Linked DNA regions of Mus musculus: all the other regions are linked to region 1. Evidence: chromatin contacts called from public Hi-C, HiChIP or PLAC-seq and promoter capture Hi-C data. All regions are on one chromosome and are shown on one strand. Each heading gives the region's core, a stretch centred on a gene start, on an enhancer-like site or on the middle of the called end of the contact. The rest is flanking DNA. Distances are from core to core; before and after follow the strand shown.

The links. Promoter capture Hi-C pulls out the DNA fragments that hold promoters and counts their contacts. Hi-C and Micro-C count contacts between places; a contact is called where the count stands out from the background. HiChIP or PLAC-seq counts read pairs in DNA pulled down with a chosen protein or histone mark.
Region 2: a contact with region 1 is called in a promoter capture Hi-C map of embryonic stem cells, with 6 times the contacts expected there. The contact joins the promoter of Plscr3 here to the promoter of Trp53 in region 1. A contact is called at or near these places in 16 of 39 promoter capture datasets (the 3T3-L1 cell line, 3T3-L1-derived adipocytes, the C10 cell line and 10 more), 5 of 484 Hi-C or Micro-C datasets (CD4 T cells, embryonic stem cells, erythroblasts and 2 more), 6 of 115 datasets of contacts at active chromatin or transcription factors (the 230-238 cell line, the HPC-7 cell line, the SCID.adh cell line and 3 more) and 3 of 9 other capture datasets (adipose tissue, liver and pancreatic islet).
Region 3: a promoter capture Hi-C map of hippocampal neurons shows a contact between it and region 1, with 4 times the contacts expected there. The contact joins the enhancer-like site here to the promoter of Trp53 in region 1. A contact is called at or near these places in 4 of 39 promoter capture datasets (cranial neural crest, hippocampal neurons and liver), 1 of 484 Hi-C or Micro-C datasets (bone marrow-derived macrophages), 3 of 115 datasets of contacts at active chromatin or transcription factors (embryonic stem cells and large pre-B cells) and 1 of 9 other capture datasets (liver).
Region 4: an H3K27ac HiChIP or PLAC-seq map of trophoblast stem cells shows a contact between it and region 1, with 4 times the contacts expected there. The contact joins the promoter of Alox8 here to the promoter of Trp53 in region 1. A contact is called at or near these places in 8 of 39 promoter capture datasets (cranial neural crest, embryonic stem cells, frontonasal cranial neural crest and 4 more), 5 of 115 datasets of contacts at active chromatin or transcription factors (acute myeloid leukemia, effector CD8 T cells, embryonic stem cells and 2 more) and 2 of 9 other capture datasets (adipose tissue and pancreatic islet).
Region 5: a Hi-C map of muscle stem cells shows a contact between it and region 1, with 3 times the contacts expected there. The contact joins the promoter of Slc2a4 here to the promoter of Trp53 in region 1. A contact is called at or near these places in 7 of 39 promoter capture datasets (the 3T3-L1 cell line, cranial neural crest, embryonic stem cells and 4 more), 1 of 484 Hi-C or Micro-C datasets (muscle stem cells), 3 of 115 datasets of contacts at active chromatin or transcription factors (embryonic stem cells, memory CD8 T cells and pancreatic cancer cells) and 1 of 9 other capture datasets (adipose tissue).
Region 6: a contact with region 1 is called in an H3K27ac HiChIP or PLAC-seq map of trophoblast stem cells, with 4 times the contacts expected there. The contact joins the promoter of Gucy2e here to the promoter of Trp53 in region 1. A contact is called at or near these places in 7 of 39 promoter capture datasets (the 3T3-L1 cell line, the SN4741 cell line, cranial neural crest and 4 more), 6 of 115 datasets of contacts at active chromatin or transcription factors (bone marrow-derived macrophages, embryonic basal ganglia, embryonic stem cells and 2 more) and 2 of 9 other capture datasets (adipose tissue and liver).
Region 7: a contact with region 1 is called in a promoter capture Hi-C map of pre-B cells, with 6 times the contacts expected there. The contact joins the promoter of Neurl4 here to the promoter of Trp53 in region 1. A contact is called at or near these places in 18 of 39 promoter capture datasets (the 3T3-L1 cell line, the C10 cell line, cranial neural crest and 10 more), 1 of 484 Hi-C or Micro-C datasets (embryonic stem cells), 6 of 115 datasets of contacts at active chromatin or transcription factors (the HPC-7 cell line, the SCID.adh cell line, bone marrow-derived macrophages and 2 more) and 3 of 9 other capture datasets (adipose tissue, liver and pancreatic islet).

What each region holds. Positions count from the first base shown.
Region 1 is chr11:69,579,034-69,581,962 of GRCm38.p6, forward strand. Trp53 (transformation related protein 53) reads left to right here and starts at 1,326. Exons shown (of 11, transcript NM_011640.3): 1 at 1,326-1,482. It overlaps Wrap53 (WD repeat containing, antisense to Trp53), which reads right to left and starts at 216. Exons shown (of 10, transcript NM_144824.3): 1 at 1-216. The coding sequence starts at 19.
Region 2 is chr11:69,845,302-69,848,001 of GRCm38.p6, forward strand. Plscr3 (phospholipid scramblase 3) reads left to right here and starts at 1,316. Exons shown (of 8, transcript NM_023564.4): 1 at 1,316-1,390; 2 at 1,607-1,774; 3 at 2,034-2,272; 4 at 2,356-2,398; 5 at 2,502-2,700. The coding sequence starts at 1,768.
Region 3 is chr11:69,149,376-69,152,075 of GRCm38.p6, forward strand. No RefSeq gene overlaps it. Among named protein-coding and RNA genes, the nearest start is that of Alox12b, 6.3 kb to the right of the region's middle. Within about 2 kb of position 1,271, at least 37 of the 459 cell types and tissues checked have an H3K27ac peak or open chromatin away from gene starts, as enhancers often do. A contact at or near this core is called in hippocampal neurons, where this site is marked.
Region 4 is chr11:69,196,436-69,199,353 of GRCm38.p6, forward strand. It overlaps Alox8 (arachidonate 8-lipoxygenase), which reads right to left and starts at 1,408. Exons shown (of 14, transcript NM_009661.4): 1 at 1,228-1,408; 2 at 918-1,140; 3 at 590-671. The coding sequence starts at 1,374.
Region 5 is chr11:69,946,466-69,949,559 of GRCm38.p6, forward strand. It overlaps Slc2a4 (solute carrier family 2 (facilitated glucose transporter), member 4), which reads right to left and starts at 1,725. Exons shown (of 11, transcript NM_009204.2): 1 at 1,484-1,725; 2 at 103-219. The coding sequence starts at 1,516.
Region 6 is chr11:69,235,353-69,238,373 of GRCm38.p6, forward strand. It overlaps Gucy2e (guanylate cyclase 2e), which reads right to left and starts at 1,670. Exons shown (of 19, transcript NM_008192.3): 1 at 1,594-1,670; 2 at 564-1,302; 3 at 166-470. The coding sequence starts at 1,293.
Region 7 is chr11:69,900,484-69,903,233 of GRCm38.p6, forward strand. It overlaps Neurl4 (neuralized E3 ubiquitin protein ligase 4), which reads left to right and starts at 1,333. Exons shown (of 29, transcript NM_001013414.3): 1 at 1,333-1,702; 2 at 2,525-2,750. The coding sequence starts at 1,415. It overlaps 2810408A11Rik (RIKEN cDNA 2810408A11 gene), which reads right to left and starts at 431. Exons shown (of 9, transcript NM_001382461.1): 1 at 1-431. The coding sequence starts at 268.

The DNA.
Region 1 (2,929 bases), core at 76-2,575:
GCTCCTCCGACGTCTTCATTCTGTAGAGTAAGCCCCCGGAAGGCAGAGGTCGGGCAAGTCTCGCTGAGCCGGCTACCAGCTGCCGAGGCTAGAGTGCATTACCGTTCCCAGGGATGCTCAGAGACCGGAGTCCGCTTTCCTCTTCCGGAAAATGTAAGCCGAACCTAAAGCAATCACCAGGGAACGAGTGTCCAAAGCCAAGCGCCTAGGGTCGCTAGGCGCCGCCAGGGCTTCTTGCTCTCGCGGGAGTCGGGCCACCTTCCGATAGGCTCTCCGCATCCTCCTCCGATTCCGAGCGGGAAGGCGGGAAGGAACGACTTTGCCTACACCTCAAGCGCTGGAGAATTCCTAGAGGTTTCTGGGAGTTGTAGTCTGAACTCTGGGCCTTGGCGAAAACTACACGAGCGCCCCCTACCGTCCCCTGGGGGTAATTCTTAAAGCGCCTATCCTCCCTGGCCTGCAGAGGGCGCATAATTTCTACAGTTTTTGCCCCTCTTGACTATCTTGTTTTGAATCCCGTAACCTCAGGTTTCCTTTCTCCCCATCTCTCCCCCCTTCTTGTTCCTCTCTTTCCCTTTCTCCCCCGCCCTCCCTTCATTCATTCGACATTTATTATCAAGTTCTTACTGCCTAACCCAGGACTATACAAGGCATTGGGAAAAAAATAGCAATGTTTTCTAGTTCTTAATCTCCATAAAGTTTTCGTTGCTGTGCAATTAAAGGCTGTGAAAACAGTCTTTACAGAGAGTGATAAGGACTGTACAGGAAATTAAACACGGTGGTGCGATACCAAGTATCTCGGAGAACACGTTAGATTGAGATACTATGAAAAGCCTTTCTAAAGTGACATTTTAGCTAATGAGGGGAAAAAGAACTTAGGGGCCCGTGTTGGTTCATCCCTGTACTTGGAAGGCCTAAAGCAGGAAGACGGCCGCGAATTCCAGGCCAGCCTTGGCTACAAAGACTCTGTCTTAAAAATCCAAAAAGATGGCTATGACTATCTAGCTGGATAGGAAAGAGCACAGAGCTCAGAACAGTGGCGGTCCACTTACGATAAAAACTTAATTCTTTCCACTCTTTATACTTGACACAGAGGCAGGAGTCCTCCGAATCGGTTTCCACCCATTTTGCCCTCACAGCTCTATATCTTAGACGACTTTTCACAAAGCGTTCCTGCTGAGGGCAACATCTCAGGGAGAATCCTGACTCTGCAAGTCCCCGCCTCCATTTCTTGCCCTCAACCCACGGAAGGACTTGCCCTTACTTGTTATGGCGACTATCCAGCTTTGTGCCAGGAGTCTCGCGGGGGTTGCTGGGATTGGGACTTTCCCCTCCCACGTGCTCACCCTGGCTAAAGTTCTGTAGCTTCAGTTCATTGGGACCATCCTGGCTGTAGGTAGCGACTACAGTTAGGGGGCACCTAGCATTCAGGCCCTCATCCTCCTCCTTCCCAGCAGGGTGTCACGCTTCTCCGAAGACTGGGTAAGTAATTGATGAGCGTGACGAGACCTCTCGGTCACTGGCTCTCTCCGTTTGCATCCATAAAACTAGAGAAAACCGTGGGGTTTGGGGGTGGGGCAGTGGGGGGACTCAGCGCGATGGAGATGGGCGGAATGGAAGCTTGGCGGGCGGGATGAACGGGAGTGTATATGTCAGATGCTGTAGTGAGGGTAGCTGATGATGATGATGTTAGGACCGACGAGCCTCACTGTCATGCACCTGCAAAGTAGAGCATATAGGGACCACTGAGATGGCCTAAGGGGTTTTCTCTCCGCTACGCGTTGTACACACTTATCTGCCCGCTGCTAGGTGATGGAAGCTCCGGAAATAACATGCACAAAGCACCAGGATTTAAGATTTTTCGAGATTCATAGCTTAAGACTTAAGACCCCCCATAGCATCCTAATGAAACCCTGGGTTCCGTTCCTGGATGAGATCGGGGTGATCCGGGGAGCCTTAGCTGCTAAGGTCCCGCAACTTCCGGACCTTTGTCCCTGGAGTGATTTCTTTTTTTTTCCAGCCGCTTCTCGACCCTGCTAGATGAAGAAAATCCAAGAAAAGCCTGAAGCACTAGCGGTGCTAGCCAGAAGTATTTGCCCTCGGGGCCCGACTCAGCCTCTTGGTCTGAAAGGCCCGCCGGCCCTGTTATTGTTTGGCTCCTTTACGTTTCTGCCGCTTGCAGGAGCATTTCCGGTTTCTTGTTTTCGGAGCAGATCACTGCTCGCCCGGCGACGGGGGAGTAGCGAAAGGGGAGAAATGGATTCTAGGCTGGTTCTGTGGTTTGAGGAGGAAAACTGCTGTCCTCGACATCTTATTTTTCTGGATTACTTGGTTATTGCTTTTGCAAAGGAGGAGGTGTTTATTTAAAAGAGTGCGCCGATAGGTCGTTTCTTCCTGCCGGAAAAGCAAATTACCGAGTATCCGGTTTTAGGGTGAGCCATTCCCTTGCTTAACGCATTCCGCGCGTCCTGAAAGCGGAAGGGGCGGGCTTGGGCCCCGGGCGCCCGGCGGTCCTAAGTGCAGTCAGCCCGCACCATCCGGTTCTTCCCAGCGGGAGGTGGCGGGACTCTGCCTGGGCGTGGGCTATGCCTGTCCCCGCCACTTCAATTTTTAGAACAGGTCATTTCATTACAGTTTCTTATCGCGCACCAGACATCGTGCGTGCCTTTTTTTCTTTTGTAAAAATACTATTTCCACACTGCACTTGGATCGGGAAGTAAATTTTTTTGTCCATCTGAAGATTTAGTTTCGGTCTAAAGAATAAATGATAGGTAGACCGGGAGGCGGGGGGACTTTGTTTTCGTGGCTTCAGCTGTAAAGCCGTAAGGAAGACTAGATCCTCCAGTTCATTGAGAAAGTATACAAATGACTTCACTTAAACTTTGACGCGCGAAGGGAACCCTAGCTGTGAAGGTTAGACTGGACAGCC
Region 2 (2,700 bases), core at 66-2,565, 270 kb after region 1:
TGGGGACAGTTAAAGCTTCCTTCCGCTCATTTGCTGGGTTTTCAGCACTAGTAAGAAGTACCCCCAAAGGAACGGGATCTTAGAGGTGAAAGGTCAACAGAGAGACCAAGATATATGAAGCCAGGGATTGCACGGGCAGGCAGTAAATGACATAGCACAGCAAGGCAAGGGGGAGGAGGGGTCTGTGCTGTGCAGAAGGGTCTCAGAGGCCTAGCATGACTCAACTTGCAATTTTCTCCTTACATCCTATCTCTGAGGCATAATGAAGTCATGTTCCCTCATATACACATCAACACTGCCTCACTGCCCTGGTCTCTGGTGCAATCCACCACAGTAGGACCAGATTTCTGTAAGAACCTCTCCCTTACCTTGGCCTGCCCACAGCCTCCTGGGTTGTTCTGACACAGTAGTTCTCAGTTTAGGCTGTACAATAAAAACTAGAATTCTAAGAATCCCTAGTCTGCACCCCAAGCACTAATATACAATTGATAGGAAGTTAAGACCCAGGCACAAGTGATGGGCTAGTTTCGGCTTTGTTTCTTTAATATCTCCCCTAGTGACCCAGGTCACTCCCAAGCTGACCTGGAACTCGCGATCCTCCACACCTGCCCAGATACTATGCTATCTTCTTTTGAGGAAAGGAGTCTTTTGAGAGAGTCTCCCTATTGTAGCCCTGACTTGGTCTGGAACTATGTAAAACAGACTGGCCTCATACTTGTGACTCTCCTCTTGCCTCTCCTTTCCCAAACGCTGGGATTGCATGTTTTGCCTCCATACTGGGGAATGGAGGGCCTGTTCTGTTCAAGTGTCTTTCCCTGAGCCTTACCTCATGCACATTCATTACTGTTACCTTTTGAAAGTCTGTCACGCGTGTAATGGGCGTGCCTGAACTGAGAGGTGACTGAGTGGGTCAACGCTGTGACAGGGGGAGAACACAGCGAGGTCGCCCTGAGAAGAACACCGAGCCAAGTCTGGGAGGCAAGGAATGAGTGTGAATGGTGTTCCGCTGCGTCAGCGAGGCCCGCCCCGCCCTTGGGAGGAGGATCCCGGGGACCGGAGCAGCCACGCGGTGGGGAGGCAGAGCAGCAACCCGCGGAAAAGGCGAGGGTCTTGCTGCTGGGGATAGGGCCGCAATCACCCTCCAACAGGCCAGGTCTCCAAGCCTCTGCAGTCGGAGCGGAAGGGGCGGAACCACGGTGAACAAAGCGCACAAGGTCCAAGGTCCGCGGCCCCGGGGGAGGAGAAGCGCCTGCTTTCTGCGCAGTCGCCCCGCCCGGACTGGGGGGCGGGACTTAGGCGACCCGGGGGTGGGGTCAGATCTGGGCCCGCCTCCACCAGCGCCTGTGAGCCCCGGAGTGCGTGGCCCCCCGACTTATTCTGGGGGCTTCAGGTGAGCCGGACCATAGAGGGGTTAAGGAGACTTTCCTCGGGGTCAGGTCATCTGTCTGACCTCAGGACCATCTGCCCTGCCGTCTGCCAACAGCCATCTCCGTAGAAAAAATGGGAGAACAAAGGGAGGGGGCGGTCCTGGGGCCCCTAAGAAAATTCAGGGTCCTAGGTACCCCGCCCCGCCCGCTGACACTTTCGGTTTCTCCCCGAGTCTTAGGTGCCGCCCTAGAGACCCTGGGCCCGTACTGGGCGCAGCTACCTCTTCGCCTCTGCCTGTCCGTCTTTGTTTCTGTGTCTGTCTAGCTGTTCCCGAGCTTGTCCCACTCCAGAACTAAGTCTCCCCTACGCCAAAAGCCCAAGACTCCCCTCCTGATTCCCATGGCAGGTACGTTGACGCTAGGTTGGGGTCTCCATTATTCCCCCCTGCCCCCACGAAATTGGGTGCCGGGTGTCGAACACATTCTCCAGGAATGTGCTCAGACTGGCTGCGTGGGGCCCTCCCTTCCTCCTGGGGAGCCACCGCCCTGCCCCTCCGCCCCATCATTCTCTGCCTCTTCTTACGTTTTCCGCGGGTGCTCCTGGTCCTTGGGCTGTGAAAGAAGAGTCCACAGATAACTTTCTAATCTACTCCTGCTCCCCTACAGGCTACTTGCCCCCCAAAGGCTATGCCCCTTCACCCCCACCTCCCTACCCCGTGCCATCTGGGTATCCAGAGCCGGTGGCTCTGCATCCTGGACCGGGACAAGCTCCAGTGCCCACCCAGGTGCCTGCCCCTGCTCCCGGCTTCGCTCTCTTCCCCTCGCCAGGCCCAGTGGCTCCAGGGCCTCCTGCTCCTTTCGTGCCATTGCCAGGGGTGCCTCCTGGCCTCGAATTCCTAGTGCAGGTGAGTGAGAGAGAGGATGGCTGGGAGGAGAACTGAAGTTCGAGGTGACGGATAAGGTCAACGCTGCTCTTAACTCTTTACAGATTGATCAAATCTTGATTCATCAGAAGGCTGAACGAGTGGAAAGTGAGTAGGAGATGGATGGAGCAAGATGGGCTTCATGATCTTTATGGCAGTGGTTAGCTTCTGGGCAGGTGGCCCCCGAGCCTCAGCGTGTTGCCCTTCCCAGCGTTCCTAGGCTGGGAGACCTGTAATATGTATGAACTTCGCTCCGGAACCGGACAGCAACTGGGTCAGGCAGCTGAAGAGAGCAACTGTTGTGCCCGCCTGTGCTGTGGTGCCCGCCGACCATTTCGAATCCGCCTAGCGGACCCTGGGGACCGCGAGGTGCTCCGGCTCCTCCGCCCACTTCATTGTGGCTGCAGCTG
Region 3 (2,700 bases), core at 21-2,520, 430 kb before region 1:
ATTTTGCAAAGGCTCTGAGCCCAGGCTTTTTTTCTGGGCGTGCTACTGTTAGTGGTACCACTTATATCCGGTTCTGCTCCTGGACACGTACAGAGCTCATCCCTGGCCTTCTTGTGCACTGGTGGAGTCACATGTAGAACTTTGGGCTGACTTACGTGCAGAAGTGGTGTTATCATCTCCAGACTTCACGGAGACGGTCCAGAATTCTCTGCTTCTGCATTCTGGTAGCTGATATTATAGAAGTGACACAGCCTGTCCGTGTGTCTGAGGGACTTGAAGGGAGGCGCATCTGGCTGAGTTGGATGTTGTGAAGCTGCTGAAATCTGTGAGACGGCTGAATTATTGTGGAGTAATCACTCCCCCCCCCCCACACACACACCTGGTCTGGATGAAGCTGAAGTCTCCCTTTCCCCTTTCAGTCACATCATCTTTAAACATGAAGGTCTGTGAGCCTGGAGCCACTGCCCAGAGCTCTCCCCAGATGCTCTTCACTGTCTGTCCTGCCATGTAGCCCGTGCTGGCTCCAAGTCATGTAGCCCATGCTGGCCCCAAGCCATGAATCATTCCGCAGCTGCCTCCCAATTCTGGCAAGCGGTCTCCTTTGCTCCGAGTGACAGGGGAATCAGCTTTAGAGTCAGATGAATTAGTGGTAACTCTGTGCCCTCTACCAGGGCCTTCGGTGGCTGAGGGCTTTAGTAGGCTGCACAGGGCTCTTGACTCTATCCCAGACCATTATCAGCTTCGGTGAAGAGCCTTCAGCTGAAATGTTCAAATAAGGAGTGTCTCCCAGAGCCCGGAGAGTGCACTACCGGCTTCCTTTCCTCATTTTCTTCTAGTCTCAGAATCTCTGGATTCAAACAAACCCCTTGTCTCATTGGAGTCATGTGTGTATGTGTGTGTGTATGGTATGTATGTGGTATATGGATGTACATGTGTGTGAGCTGTGTGTGTGGTGTGTGTGGTGTGTGTATTTATATGTGTGTGGTGTGTGTATGATGTGTATGTGGTGTGTGTATATATGTGTTTTGTGTGTGTGTGTGTGTGTGTGTTTGTGTGTGTTGATGAACAAACTGTGCCAAACACTGGATTGTCTCTCCCTGATTCCAGAAGAGTGGAATTCCCACACTACTGCATAGAAGAGGTGTTTGGAGCATATATATTCTCTCTGAAGAGCCCAGTGATTTTGCTAAAAAAAACCATCCTGGTTTGTTTTGCTTTAGCGCTAAGAAACTCTAGGGGTGCCCTCTTGTGGCCAGCTGGGCTAAGACGGGAGGAAAATAGAGACCCCTTTAACTCCAACCTTGATCAGGCCACTGCACAGGCAGCTATCTCCCCAGTGCAGCACCTCATGCGGCATCAAGACTCCATCAGAAGGCATACGAGCCCTGCGAAATGCTCCTGAGCAGGAGAGGGAAGGACTAGGGTGGGTCACGGGAATCCGGTTCCTCAAAAAGCCAACTCTGGAGATTTATTGGGAAGACACACCTGGCGGTGTGGAGGACTTCTGCCCGACTCGGCATGTCTGAGGGGAGATGCAGGAGAGGCTCAGCCTGCACCTCTGTCTAATGGGGTTGTTCCGGCACGGAGGCTGGATTCCCCACCAGTGGGGAAATCGTCACACGTGCCGGTCTCTTCTCTGTGGGCTTTGAGCAAGTTTCCCCGGAACAGAGGTCCCAGAGAAATGGGAGTCGGAAGAAGCCCTGGAAAGTCCCTCCCTGAACTGGTGTTCTGGGATCTGTTTGACTCATGACTGACTCCCTACCTTTGCTCTCAACATCAGAGAAGCAACGGAGAATTCCCCAAGCTGACTCCTGCTTTCAGTTAATGGAGCGATGGACAAACTCCACATCAACAGAGGAGTACTTACAGATGGTGGCAAATGTAGTCAGAAACACAAACCAGATGGCACGCGCTGGTGTGACTGGTGGGGAGGGATTAGGTGTGGTGGCTGGCAAAGGTCTGCCAAGGATGTGACACTGGAGACCAGACCCAGACCTCAAGACAAAGACAAACAATGAACCAAACAAACGAGCAGACAAACAAACAAACAAACAACCAACAAACAAACCACTCTGAAAACAGTTTGGAGGGGGAGTGTTACAAATCAAGGGCACATGTTCCAGAAACAGAATGGAAGCCAAAGTGGCTACAACAAGATGTTGAGTCACACAGGTTCCCGTCTACGGTTAGAAGGGCGATGCTTTTTGAGCAAGAGACAGGTATGATTTGATTTTGTCCTCTTTGTCCCAGAGGAGTGGGGCCCCAGGGGATTGTTATCAGCCTTTCAGGCTTGGGGTGAGGCAAGGTCTGGGGGGTGCCCCAACAGTGAGGACCTAGCTCCTAGTGTAGGTGGGTGCCAGGAGCCTCCCCTGCGAATGTGCATCTATTCCAGGGCCTCTCACGTTTGCTGGTCCCACCCCTGGTCCAGGAGAACCAGTTCTTCAGTGAGCACCTACCCAGAGTTATGCATCCAAGTTTGGGTCACAAACGGGGAGTGTCCATTCATATCCGTATGCCTAATCCCATCCAAGTCCCCAGCTTCAGTCCTGGCCCCATCTTCCTGGCCACACTCACGTATTTTACTACACCTGTCTCTTATCTTTTTTCTCCTGAGAAACATAAGTCTCACCTGAGGCTTGAAGCTGGATCAAACCCAGAGGGGTCACTCTAGCTTTTGGGGTAAATGAGTTGGCTTAGAGG
Region 4 (2,918 bases), core at 158-2,657, 380 kb before region 1:
AAAGCAGGGGGCTCAGGATTTGGAAAGCAACCAAGATTAAGAGCGCCAGGTGACTTTGAAAATGTCCACCTGAGTACAGTAGCTGACTTTACCCCCTTGAAATTCCCACCTACTGTAATTTCAGTATGTAGGTAGCTCTCTGCTCTAACTCTTTATGTTGAGCTGATAAGATGGAAAGCATCCCTGTCTGAGAGTTTCTGTACTGTCTAGGAATGGCTTTGAAGGTCACCCTTAATTGCTGGGAGTTCTGCCTGTATTTACGGGAGAAAGCAACAACCCCACCAGTGAGAGAAAAGAGAAACGGAAGCAATAACAACCACAGAGAGAGATGGAGAAGGCATAAGCCACAGGACAGGGTTGTTAGAGCAGTGGGTTTCAACCTTCAGTGGGTGCCAGCGTCACCAGAAAGGCTTGGAAAGAAGCCAGTCTCTCTGCTCAATCACATTCAGAGTCAGAGCTCCTGCGAATCTGCTTTTCTCTCAGTTGCCCAGTAATGCCAACACTACTGTGTCTGGGATTAGTCCTTGATTTGGCTCCTTCCCATCCCATAAGTGAGTCCTCCTGCAGGGGTCACTATCTCCCTCCTCACCTGTACATCTTCTGCCTGGACTCAAGCTCCTTCTGGCGCTGATCCTGCAGTGTAGGGTGATGGTCTTGCCAGGACACCTTTGCTGCGGGTGAGGGCGTGGATGGAAAGGATCCTCTCTTGATCTCTGGCTTCAGACTTTCTCCCTCCTACTGCTGTCAACCCACCAGTCCCCTCACCCCGGGTACACTTCTTCCACTGCAAGCTGATTGCCACCACCTCCTGCTTCTGCCAGTCCCCTCCTTCCTCCTCTGCCCTTTCCTGGTTTCCACTCCCCAAGCTTAGCCTGCGACACACTGCTGCGTGCCTCCCGCAGCCCCAGTCCCCTCACCTGCTCCCTCTCTCAGCACCAGCTCCCCCGCCCCTTCCAGCCACTGATAACAGGGGAAGTGGAGTGCAGCCCCAGGTAGCCACTCCAGCTCGAACCAGCGGCAGAACCAGGCATCAGAACGGAAAGACATAAGCGGGAGGGACACTTCCGGGGGTGCTTTGTGGACTCGCAGCATCAGCACAGTGCCTACGTCCTGGGGAAGCGTCACCTCGAAGTCTTCTTCCTAGGAGGGGTTGTTTAGTATGCTGAGGATGGTCCCCCTGGGCTGCCTTCCTCCACAGTCGCCATTGCCTGCTCCCCAAAAACTCACAGCACCGGCGCTGAACTCCTTGCCCAGATGGTCCAGAGGTACTAAGGGGCTCTCTCCGTGGGTTCCCACGATGCTGACAGACACTTTGTCCCATGTGCCAGCCCCACAGGCTTCCCCCGTGGATACTCTCACCCTGCATTTCGCCATCCTCCTGACCAGTTTAGCTCTCTACTGCAAGCTGGACTACCTGGCAGGGTGATTTAACCTCAGCGATGCCCCGCCCATCAGACCAGGTTAAGGGGAAATGTGTTCGCTACCCACTGAATTCCCCTTCAGCTTCCTTGCCATCAGGAAGAGCCTTAGAATTTAGGACAAGTAGTAGGTGGGTTGACACACTGAAACCTGGAGTCACAATGGGTGGCGCTGAGACAGGAAGTGGACTGAAGTCCACAGGGTGAGTTCCAGACCCAACTGGAATGTGGGGTACAAGTGTAAAATTTATTTACATGCTGTCTTAGCTTTAAATGTGAGTGAGGGTCCACTTCCCCATTCCTTTAACTCTTCCCACGCCACAAGGCTGCTTTCACTTCTTTAATAACTGATTTTGAGAGCCATCACTGGCCAGGACTATTAGATGCTGCCAGTGCGGGTCCAGGCAATACTCTAGCTTTGCCTGACTGTTTACTAAGGTCAAGTGCAAGGGGGAAAAGACATTCAAATGCTCTAAGCATGTATTAGAGTTTAGAGGATAATCAATGCTGGGGAAGATGTCAGTCACTGCTGATGTGAGAGCCTGAGAAGTTTGGCTCGAGAGAAAGGCCCTCAGAGACCCAGAGGTGGTGAGAGGTGAGCCCAGGGTATGTGTTTATGGGCACCAATTATTGGACTCAGTGTGTTATTAAAAGGAGGAGGATCTGAAGTTGGGAGGGACCTGAGGGAAGGTCGGGGAGAGCTGTAGGGGGGATGGGGTAGATATAGTCAAGTACATTGTGTGCATATGTGAAATTTCAAATAAGATATCAAGAATAATACTAAATATATGTTTTCAAGTGGTATGTCTAGGTAAGCTGTTTTACTGTTGGGGAATTGTCTGTGCAAAGGCCCTGAGATCACTGGAGAAGGGAAGGCAGAGCTGGAGTGAGTGAGAGGGATGTCAGAAGGAAGACAGTGACAGAGTTTGCCCTTGAGGGAAACAACAGATTTGGGAAATCCTCTTTGCTGTGCCCATTAGACATCCAAGTATAGTGGTCCCTATGGGTGCCTACCTGGAAGTCATGGCACAGGGATGTGTGTGAGCCCTAGGCTAAGAGAAGATCGCTGGAAAAGGGCAGTGGATTCAGGCTCCAAGTTGCTAAAAAATTTGAAAGTTTTGCAAAGAGGTAGAAGCAACCAAGATTATTCAGTATGTGTGTTACATCAGCTTTCTTGTTACTATCAAAGGGTGAAACCTTCGTGTTGGCTCCTAGGTTTGATGTCCTACTCCCTGGGGACTGATGTGGGATGACCCAGAGAAGAGTTATGGTGAATATATGCTAGGCTGACCTGGTTATAGACAAAGTAGCAATGACACAGTTCTCCCCACCCCCTACCACCACATTCCCCCTCCCCCTCCCCTCCTCTTCCCTACCCCCTCTCTCTATATATATATCACACACACACACTGTTGTGTCACATCATTTCTAGGGAGATGAGAACAGATATGTACTCACCCCATATAGGGAACTACCAACTGATCAGAGTAATGATACCAC
Region 5 (3,094 bases), core at 475-2,974, 370 kb after region 1:
CGAGGGAGGGGGGGGAATATGGGAGTAACTCTAGAGACCTTTCTCTTTCCACTGCCTGATATACCCCGCCCACCACACCCCAACAGCTGGTAGGTCACTCACCTTCTGTGGGGCATTGATAACCCCAATGTTATAGCCAAACTGAAGGGAGCCAAGCACAGCTGAGAATACAGCTAGGACCAGTGTTCCAGTCACTCGCTGCCGAGGGGGTTCCCCATCCTGGACAGACAGAAACAAAGGAAGGTATGTCATGTAGAGTCATGTTTGACTTCCTTCAGGGGCCCAGGCCTAGCTGCAGCATGAAGATTCTGGGCTCCATCCAACATACTGGATGAGAGAAAGTGGGCCATATTAGGAATTGTACAAAGATCTCACTGTAAACAGAACGCCACAGGAACCTGGGCATGTAGGAAAAAACCGATCTCTGTGTCCACACCACAGGCAAAAGTTTGAGGATCTGGACCTCAAAATTCCCCTGTGACCTTGAGACAGACTCAAGACTTGTGTGACCTTGGGTAAGTCACTTCCCCACTCTAAACTGAACCTGGATTTCCTCTTCTGTCAGGTGATATTGCCTCCCTCGGCTACCTGTCAGTCTGTGAAAACACTTGAAAAATCAAAATCAACTATAACAGTATCCCAGACAGTGCCTGTTTTATAAACTAATATAAATAATGTTTTAACATCACCTCTAGCCCTTGTCTCTTCCTTCTGGAAGTTCTCTCAGCTTGCTCCAGTAGGCCGTAAACAGGCCCAAGAATGGCTAGTCCAGAAAGGGCGTCTGGGTCATTGCTTTGGGGTAGCCTTTTAGGTCTAGGCCTAGCCAACCCTCAGCTCCTAAACTGGGACCAAGTACTCGGGGATGTGAGGGGGGATTTTAGCAGGGAGAGAGAGCCATGCCCAGGGGAAGAGGAGGGATGGTAGTGAGTGGTGTGAGGGGCGGTGGCAGTGGTGGCTACTGCTGGCGGCACAGTCTGTCTCCAAGAGGAAACCTGAGCTGGGGGGGGGGGCTGACACTCCCCTCTGCCCCTCCACCCACCGCAAGGCCGAGAGAAAGTTCAGCCTCCTGGAAGACAGCCAGCAGTGGGGGTGGGGCCCCCGAAGTGCTCGGGTCCTAGAAACACCGTAAATCTGAACAGCTCCGGGAAGGGAAGGCGAGACTCTGGATCTACCATTCCAAATAGAGTCGTGGGCAGAGTGTCACCCCATGCAGTGCACAGTAGGCTAGGAGACAAGTTCTGGATTCCCGAGAATCCAGTCTCTCAGCCTGGGCGCGTAAAGAGTCTCTCGGACCCACTCTGTCTCTTGGCGGGATTGGAATTTGACAGTCACGGGTTGTCTAGGCTGAATATAAATAGCCAGCCCCCCATCTCCAACCCCTGCGCCTGCGCAAGAACCGCCTCCTAGCTGACCCCAACCCCAAACTCAGCCCAAGAAAAACTGGACCAGATTTCCCAATTCGCCCCGGTATGCTGAACCTTACGTCAGAGCCGATCTGCTGGAAACCCGACGGCATCTTGTTTTAAAAGAAGAAAAGACTCAGGCGCTGCAATAAGAAAAAAATGAATAGGGTATAGGGTCCGGGCCTGGCCGGCACGAGACCCCGGCGTTCGGAAGCCGTGTGCAAAGGGCGGGTCTGGTGGGACTCACTGCCACAACCCACGGAACCGGAGAGCACCAAGGCTCTCCGGGATCTAGTGAGACCCGCTTGAGGGGGAAAGATGCGGAGAGCTGAAGCCACCTCCCCACTCCCGCCCCGCCATAGGACACGCCCTTCACAACACCCATTGGCCAGGAGCCCGCACACCCCAAAAGGCCACGCCCCCACCCCTAGCCCTAGTGCTGGCTGGGGAGACACGCCCCTAAGGTTCCCGCCTGCTTCTGAGTTTTCAAAGTAGGGTCCTTGGAACAAAAGGCTCTTCCCGCCATCCAAAATCTTGGACTGCGAAATTTCTGAAAGAATTGAGTGCAGCTGGTCCCCCTGAAAGGTCGAAGAGGAGGGTATGGGCTACATGTACTTGCCAGGGTACGGGGTAACTCCAGCAGGATGACATAGAGCCCGCGTGTGTGTGTGTGTGTGTGTGTGTGTATGTGTGTATGCCCCGAAGTAACCCGGAGTGGCTATTTTTAGTTCCCACGTTAGGCTCCGCCAAATGTCAGGTCCCGGGTGTCCCAGCCTGTCCCAGGCGGGGGAGGGCAAAGGAGATGGAGCCTTAAAGGGTCCGCGACACGCTTCCCACGAGGAGATGATCCAAGGGACCAATAACTTCCGTTCCTAGTGTATCTGGAGACCATGCCTGATCGTCCTTTCTTTCCACGCATCTCTGGGCGGCGCGCTGCCTACTGGCCCATCCCCTCCACATAGTCTCTACACTGGTTCTTGGAGGGGACCCAAGGGACAGGTGCTCACGCCAGTCACACCACCCTCCCTGAAGTCCCTGAGCCTCCAGGCATGTGCTGGCCGCGTGGGCGACAAGCTTTCCAGAGTCAGCTACTGTTTTGGGTCTACAGCTGAGAGGGCACGACCTAAGCACGTCCAGGGAGAGAGCTGGCGAAGAATGTGGAGAGAGAGCTCAATTCAGAAAAAGGCCCAAGAGAAGTGCAAGGCTTCTGGCGCCACCTAGAGGGAGAGCGAGGAACCTTAGTGGATTGCACCAGGGTAGCTAACTTCTGGGGTGGCTCTCTTCTATTAACCCTTCCCCTGAGAGCTCAATAACCTACAACCCAGCCCTCTATGGAACGCCAGACCTGAGTCTAGCTGCCGCCAGAATGGTACCGTTTATATGACGAACACGTACAAGTATGGACCTCCTTCAAGTTCCTTTTCCCAAGGAGCTAACCAGTCACTTTCATGGTGTCTTCTCAATGTTGGTGTTTTGACTTCTCTTGCACATTGGTTTTCTTCATCCGTACCACTACCACTTTATTCTGGACTATCCTGTCATGACTGCTTTTCTTGCTTCTCCTCTTCCCTGAAGAGGAGGGTGGAGGGGCAAGAAAGATGGCTCAGCAGATAAAAGCATTGACTGCTCTTCCAGAATCAGGTTTGATTCCCAGCACACATGTGGAAGCTACAACCATCTGTAACTTCAGT
Region 6 (3,021 bases), core at 420-2,919, 340 kb before region 1:
CTCCCCTTGCCCATGGCTCCACCCTCCCCTTGCCCATTGGCTCCACCCTCTCCTTGCCCATTGGCTACACCTTCCTCTTCCCTCTAGTTCCATCCTTCTCTCCTTGTCTGTTCTCAGCTCACTTCCCTGGCTCTCCTCCCTCTTCTCTTTTTGTAATCTATCTACCTGCTTCAGGTTGAGGTCAAGGGGCAGTTCCTGGTGTTCTTGAGCCCTGCGCAGGCTGTCTTGCACGCTGCCTCCAGGAGGACAGCGGCGCGTGAGTGTGAGCACCGCATCGTGAGCCCTGCGGAGCTGGGAGCTGTTGACAAATGCAGCCAGAGCCTCCGGGCCTGGAGACAAAGCGTAGTGAAGCGTGTCGAAGGGCAGGAAAACCAGGGAGCCATCAGTCAGAGCCAGTTCTTCTGCAGCTTCCAGTAGGTAGCGCTGCTCCTCGCCGCCCAGCAGCACCGAGTGCATCACCATGATCACTACTGCGGAGCGGACGGACACAGAGGCTGGCTCGCTACGCTGTCCACTCTCGGCAGGACCCACCCACCTTGCCCGCACTCTACTGGGGAGCTTACCTCTAACTCTAGGCCCATCTCGGATCCTCCCGAGGGCCTCCCGGGCTCCAGACCGGTCTGAAGTCTCCATGGAAGTCACTAGGGCAACTGGCAAACCCCGGGCCCTGAGTGCTGTGGACAGAGCGCGTCCCGCCTCCACCCACAGGTCTTGGGGTGCAGTGATCAGGGCCACGCGCGCCCAGCGGAATGCTCTAAGGAGGACGTAGAGAGCATCTGCAGCGGGGGTCACCGCCGGGGCTGTAGTACCCGCCGCCCGCGTGCCAGGGCAGCCCCAGGGCACCAGCGCTACTCCAGCTTCTTGAGCCAACAGTTCGGCTGGCCGACAGGCTGCGGGGTTCACCGGACCCACCAGGCCAGAGACTCGAGACAGCGCAGAGGACACAGCCCCTAGTGAGCCCGGAGTCAGGCAGGGCTCTGGGAGCAGCGCAACCTCGAACCGGGGGCCGCCGTCTAAAGCAAAGTCACGATTCAGGCGGTTGGCGGCCAGACGCGCAGCCAGGTCTGGTCGGGCCCGTGCAAAGATGGGGTCGCAAGCCCAGGGGCCCAGCACCCCCACTTTGAACACAGCAGAGAGGGCAGAAGGAGATGGGAGCAGTAGCAGTAGCAGGAGTCCCGGTAGCCCAGGCCTTGGCCAGCGCAGGACCCGCGAGAAACTGGACGGAGACTGCCGCGCAGGGACACAGAACCCGGCGCCGGGAAGCCCTCCGGCTGGCAGGAGCCAAGCGCTCATTGCCTTCTTCTGTGAACACAGAGCGAACAAGATAAGAGTTGAGGGCCCTCAGCACTCACTCCCGTAAGGTTCTCCCCTCAAGCCTGTTTCTCAAATTCCGCCCAACCCCCTAGGGTGTCTTGGCTTCCAGGACCCTAGATGGCAGCCCAGCTCATCGCCCCAAGGTCTTTTTGGTTTAGCCTGTTTGTACTTAGATTGTTTATCCTCCCTTCCTCTTCAGCAGTCTTGGGGGTTCAGTGGGGAATACTCCCACGCCTTCATACAGGACCGAAGTTCCTGTGTGGGTCATTCATTACTTACCGGAAAGTCCGGGGCTAGGGCTTGGCTAAGGGGTCACAGGATCGATGCCCCTTCGGTCTCCCCTGGCAGCCCAGCCCAGGGCGGGGGGTGTGGGAACAGCCCGCTGCAGCCCTTAATCCCTCCAAGCCGATTAGGATCTTTTAATCAAGCAGAACAGGGCGGGCTGATGGAGGTTGAGAGTCTCTACAGCTCCTCTGTAGAGTGGGGTCTGCCCTGCTTCTAGACAGCCACAGTTGCTTTAACTAATCATACAGGGAGAGAAAGCGAATCTGGACTGTACCTCACACCGCGCACGAATTCAACGTCAGACTTACATATGAAAATAAAATGTTTATCTTTTTCAGCTGTCTCTTCAAAAAGGGAATCAGATAAGAATCATCTGTGGGGCCGGGCGTGGTGGCGCACGCCTTTAATCCCAGCACTTGGGAGGCAGAGGCAGGCGGATTTCTGAGTTCGAGGCCAGCCTGGTCTACAGAGTGAGTTCCAGGACAGCCAGGGCTACACAGAGAAACCCCGTCTCAGAAAAGAATCATCTGTGGGAAGGAGGAGAGATAAAGGTTCAATGGTTAGGAGCGTTTGCTGCTTTCTTCGGAGGACCCAGGTTCATTTCCCAGCACCCACATGATGGCTCACAATCATCTGTAACTCCAATTCCAGAGGATCCAGTGCTAGCTTCTGAGAGAAAGCACCTGGTGGTGCACTGTCTGTACATACAGACAAAGATAAATAAGATAATAGAGTTAATTTTAAAAATCATCCGTGGACACTAAAGCTAGGGGGAAATTTTGAAGAACATCATAGATGTTAAGTTTTTCACAATTATAAACTGTCACTCCATCTATTGTTCATAGGTTGATAGACAGCAAACATATAATTGCTGCAATTTTAACTGTAAAAAAAATATTTATAGCAGAGTGTAATAGCCTTTGTTCCCAGCACAAGGGAAGCAGAGGCAGGTGGATGGATCTCTATGAGTTCGAAGTCAGCCAAGTATACCTAGAGACTTCCAGGACAGCCAAGGCTACACATAGACCCTGTCTCAAAAAAAAAATTATTTTCTACATATGTATGGGTGCCTGAGTATATGTATGTATGTATGTATGTATGTATGTATGTGTGCACCACATGTGTGCAATGGCCGATGGAGGTCAGAAGAGGCATCAGAATGCTGGAGTTACACACAGTTGTGAGCCACACCTGTGTGCTGAGAGCCAGCCAATAAGTAAGGTCTGGACCTGTTGACTGGTCTCTCCAGGCTTGGGACTGCTGCAGCCACTCCGTACCCCCTTGCTCTGAGGTATTCTATCTACAGGCACAGGACATTCATTTACCCCTTCAGTGGTTAGTTTTGATTAAATTGTTATCTTTCATCTCCTGCATAATTTCTCTCTTCCCTCCCTCCCTCTCTCCTGCCTTCCAACTCATATG
Region 7 (2,750 bases), core at 83-2,582, 320 kb after region 1:
ACCCAAGGCTTGCAACCTCCTGAAGTTGCGGAGCGGGTCCTGAATTGAGGGTCACTGCCCCTTCAGAGGGCTGAATTGGACCAGGACTGCGGACTACAGGGTTCCCGGAATGCAAGAGGGAGCCAGGACCGCGAAGCAAGGCTACTCCGGGGGGTAATCCGGTGTCTGTTTGCATACCTCTGGCACTGCCAGGTACTGCCCTAGAAACCCCCCCAGGGGATTCTGCACTGAGGCCACTAACAGGTGCGAGAGACTCCGGCTTCTCCATAGCTCAACTTGGTAACCACTTCAATTCCACTGCCTACCCTTCTAGCTGCACATAGCCCTGCCCGTTGGCCCTGCCCCCATCGCGGCGGGCGGTGGGCGCTGGGGGCTCCGGGTCAGACCGGACCTCCTCTGCCTCTTCTCCCTGGCGCTGAGGCAGGTGAAAGGTCGACTATCAGACTTCAGCCTGGGAGTTCCTCCGCACACCCTTCCCTTATTGTTACACCCCAAGACTTTCTTTGTCTCTGTAATTTGTTCCCGCCCTTCTCCATCACCGCCCTTCTCCGAATCAACCAATCACAGTCAAGGGGCCTGGCCAGCGGTGAGGAGCCTTGTGATGTCACAGCCCCGCAACACCAGGGAGAGCCTGAGTAGGGCTGGGTTCTGTTAATAGCTCTCAGGTAACCTCTCAGAGGTGTCCGCTCTGTCCCTTGAGATTACCCAACGGGACACCGCTAGGATTTTTATTAGTAACTTTTAAGATTTAAGAGTTTCATTGGCACAGAGCTCAAGTTGGCCTTGAAATGTGTGCGGGTAGGAGAGGTGTGATGCAAAGTCTGTGGGGCCGGAGCGGGGTGAGGTGCGAGACTGGGTCAAGGAGAGGTGTGATGCGTGATCGGATTGCGACATTTCCGGCCTCGGCACTGTGAAGGGCTGAGACTTGGATTTATAAAACTACTTTTTCTCTGTCCCGAAGATAGCGTTTACTTCCATCGCCTTAAAGCGTGCGGTGTTAGGGGAAGCCACCAGCCCTTGCGTTAAGGCGAATGCTCTAATATGTCGCTTTTCCCTAACAAGGGTTGGGTCCAAGGCGCCGGGCGACGTCGCAAAGTGTATCTGGGCGCCAGCACGCCTTCGTCGCAAAGACGCCTGCGGCGGGCGATTCTGCCATCCACTGTCGCAAAAGCAGCCCAAATCTTCCCGGCTCTCGTAGCCTCTGTCGTCCCGCTGGGCCGTAAAGCAGTCCCCCGACCCCGTCGTCCTTCCGTTCCCCTCGTGAGAGACCTCGGTTCCTTAGCTGCGGACGCTTCAGTGCCGTAAAGCACACCAGGCCCCAGCCCCCCGGCCGTATTCCCCCAGGGCGTCTGGCCGCCGCGGTTGCCACGGTGCCGCCAAGCGCGGCTGTCGCGCGGCCGCGGTATCAGCGGCGATGGCGGCGGGGTCGGGTGGGAGTGGGGGCTCTGGGGCGGGCCCCGGGCCAGGACCGGGGCCCGGCGGGGGTGGGGGCCCTGGCAGCAGCGGACCAGGCCTGGGGTCCGGCGGGGGTCTCGGCGGTGGCGGGGAGCTGCACCCGCGCACCGGGCGCTTGGTCAGCCTGTCGGCCTGCGGGCGCACGGCGCGGCGGCAGCAGCCGGGCCAAGAGTTTAACCACGGGCTGGTGCTGAGCCGAGAACCCTTGCGCGATGGACGCGTCTTCACCGTCCGCATCGACCGCAAGGTGCAAAGCCGGGGCAGCTGAAACGAGGTGTGGAGGGGAGTGGGAGGGGACGGGAGGGAGAAGCGGTAGGACTGCCAGAAGGTCTGCATCTCCAACCGAGCCTCCAGGTACCGATAGCGAGCCGGCACACTGTAGTGCACCGGGGAAGAGAAAGGAGAAGGACACGGAGCAGACACATTCATTCTGAAGGAGCATTCGTTTCCCGCAGGACAGGGAGCCAGGGTCCGGTGGTTAGAATGGCTAGTGAACACGTCTAGCACAATCTCTTAGGGATGGAAGACTGACAGGTGCCCGAGATGGAAGAGTAGAGAAATAATAAAAAGCGCAAACTGTTGACAAACGTCCCAAACCAGAAAGATAGATGAGGAGACATGCGAAAAAGGGAGTGTATGTGACTTGCTTGACTCCAAAACGAATTTGGAAAGAGAAGAGAATGAATTTGGGTGGAGCTTTGCCCTACTAGAGTATTGGGGTTGGGAATGAGAGTGATGTAGGAGAGCGAGCATTGTGGACCTAAGAAGCATGGGATTGGAGTGGCTGAGGAGCTACAGAGACTGGGAAGTAAGAGGAGATCGGGTTAAAACCAGGGCCTTTAACCAGCTTGTTCAGTGGGTAGAGGGGGTGATGTGCTAAAACACGTGTCAGCAGACACAGATGCTGAGAGCCAGTGGGTCCTGGTAGTTATGGAGGCTAGTTCCAAAAATTATTTGTGTGTCTATGTCAGTGGCCTCAGAGGACAGGGTGAGAGGCACACGGTGCTCTGGAATGTGGCCTCTGGTGATGGGATTTCATACAGAAACTCTGTCCACCACCCTCTCATAGGTCAACTCCTGGAGTGGCTCCATTGAGATTGGAGTGACAGCACTGGATCCCAGTGTGTTGGACTTCCCGAGCAGTGCCACCGGGCTGAAGGGAGGCTCCTGGGTAGTGTCAGGCTGCTCAGTGCTGCGGGACGGGCGCTCTGTGTTGGAGGAATATGGCCAGGACCTGGACCAGCTTGTCGAAGGGGACCGTGTGGGTGTGGAACGCACAGCCACTGGGGAGCTCC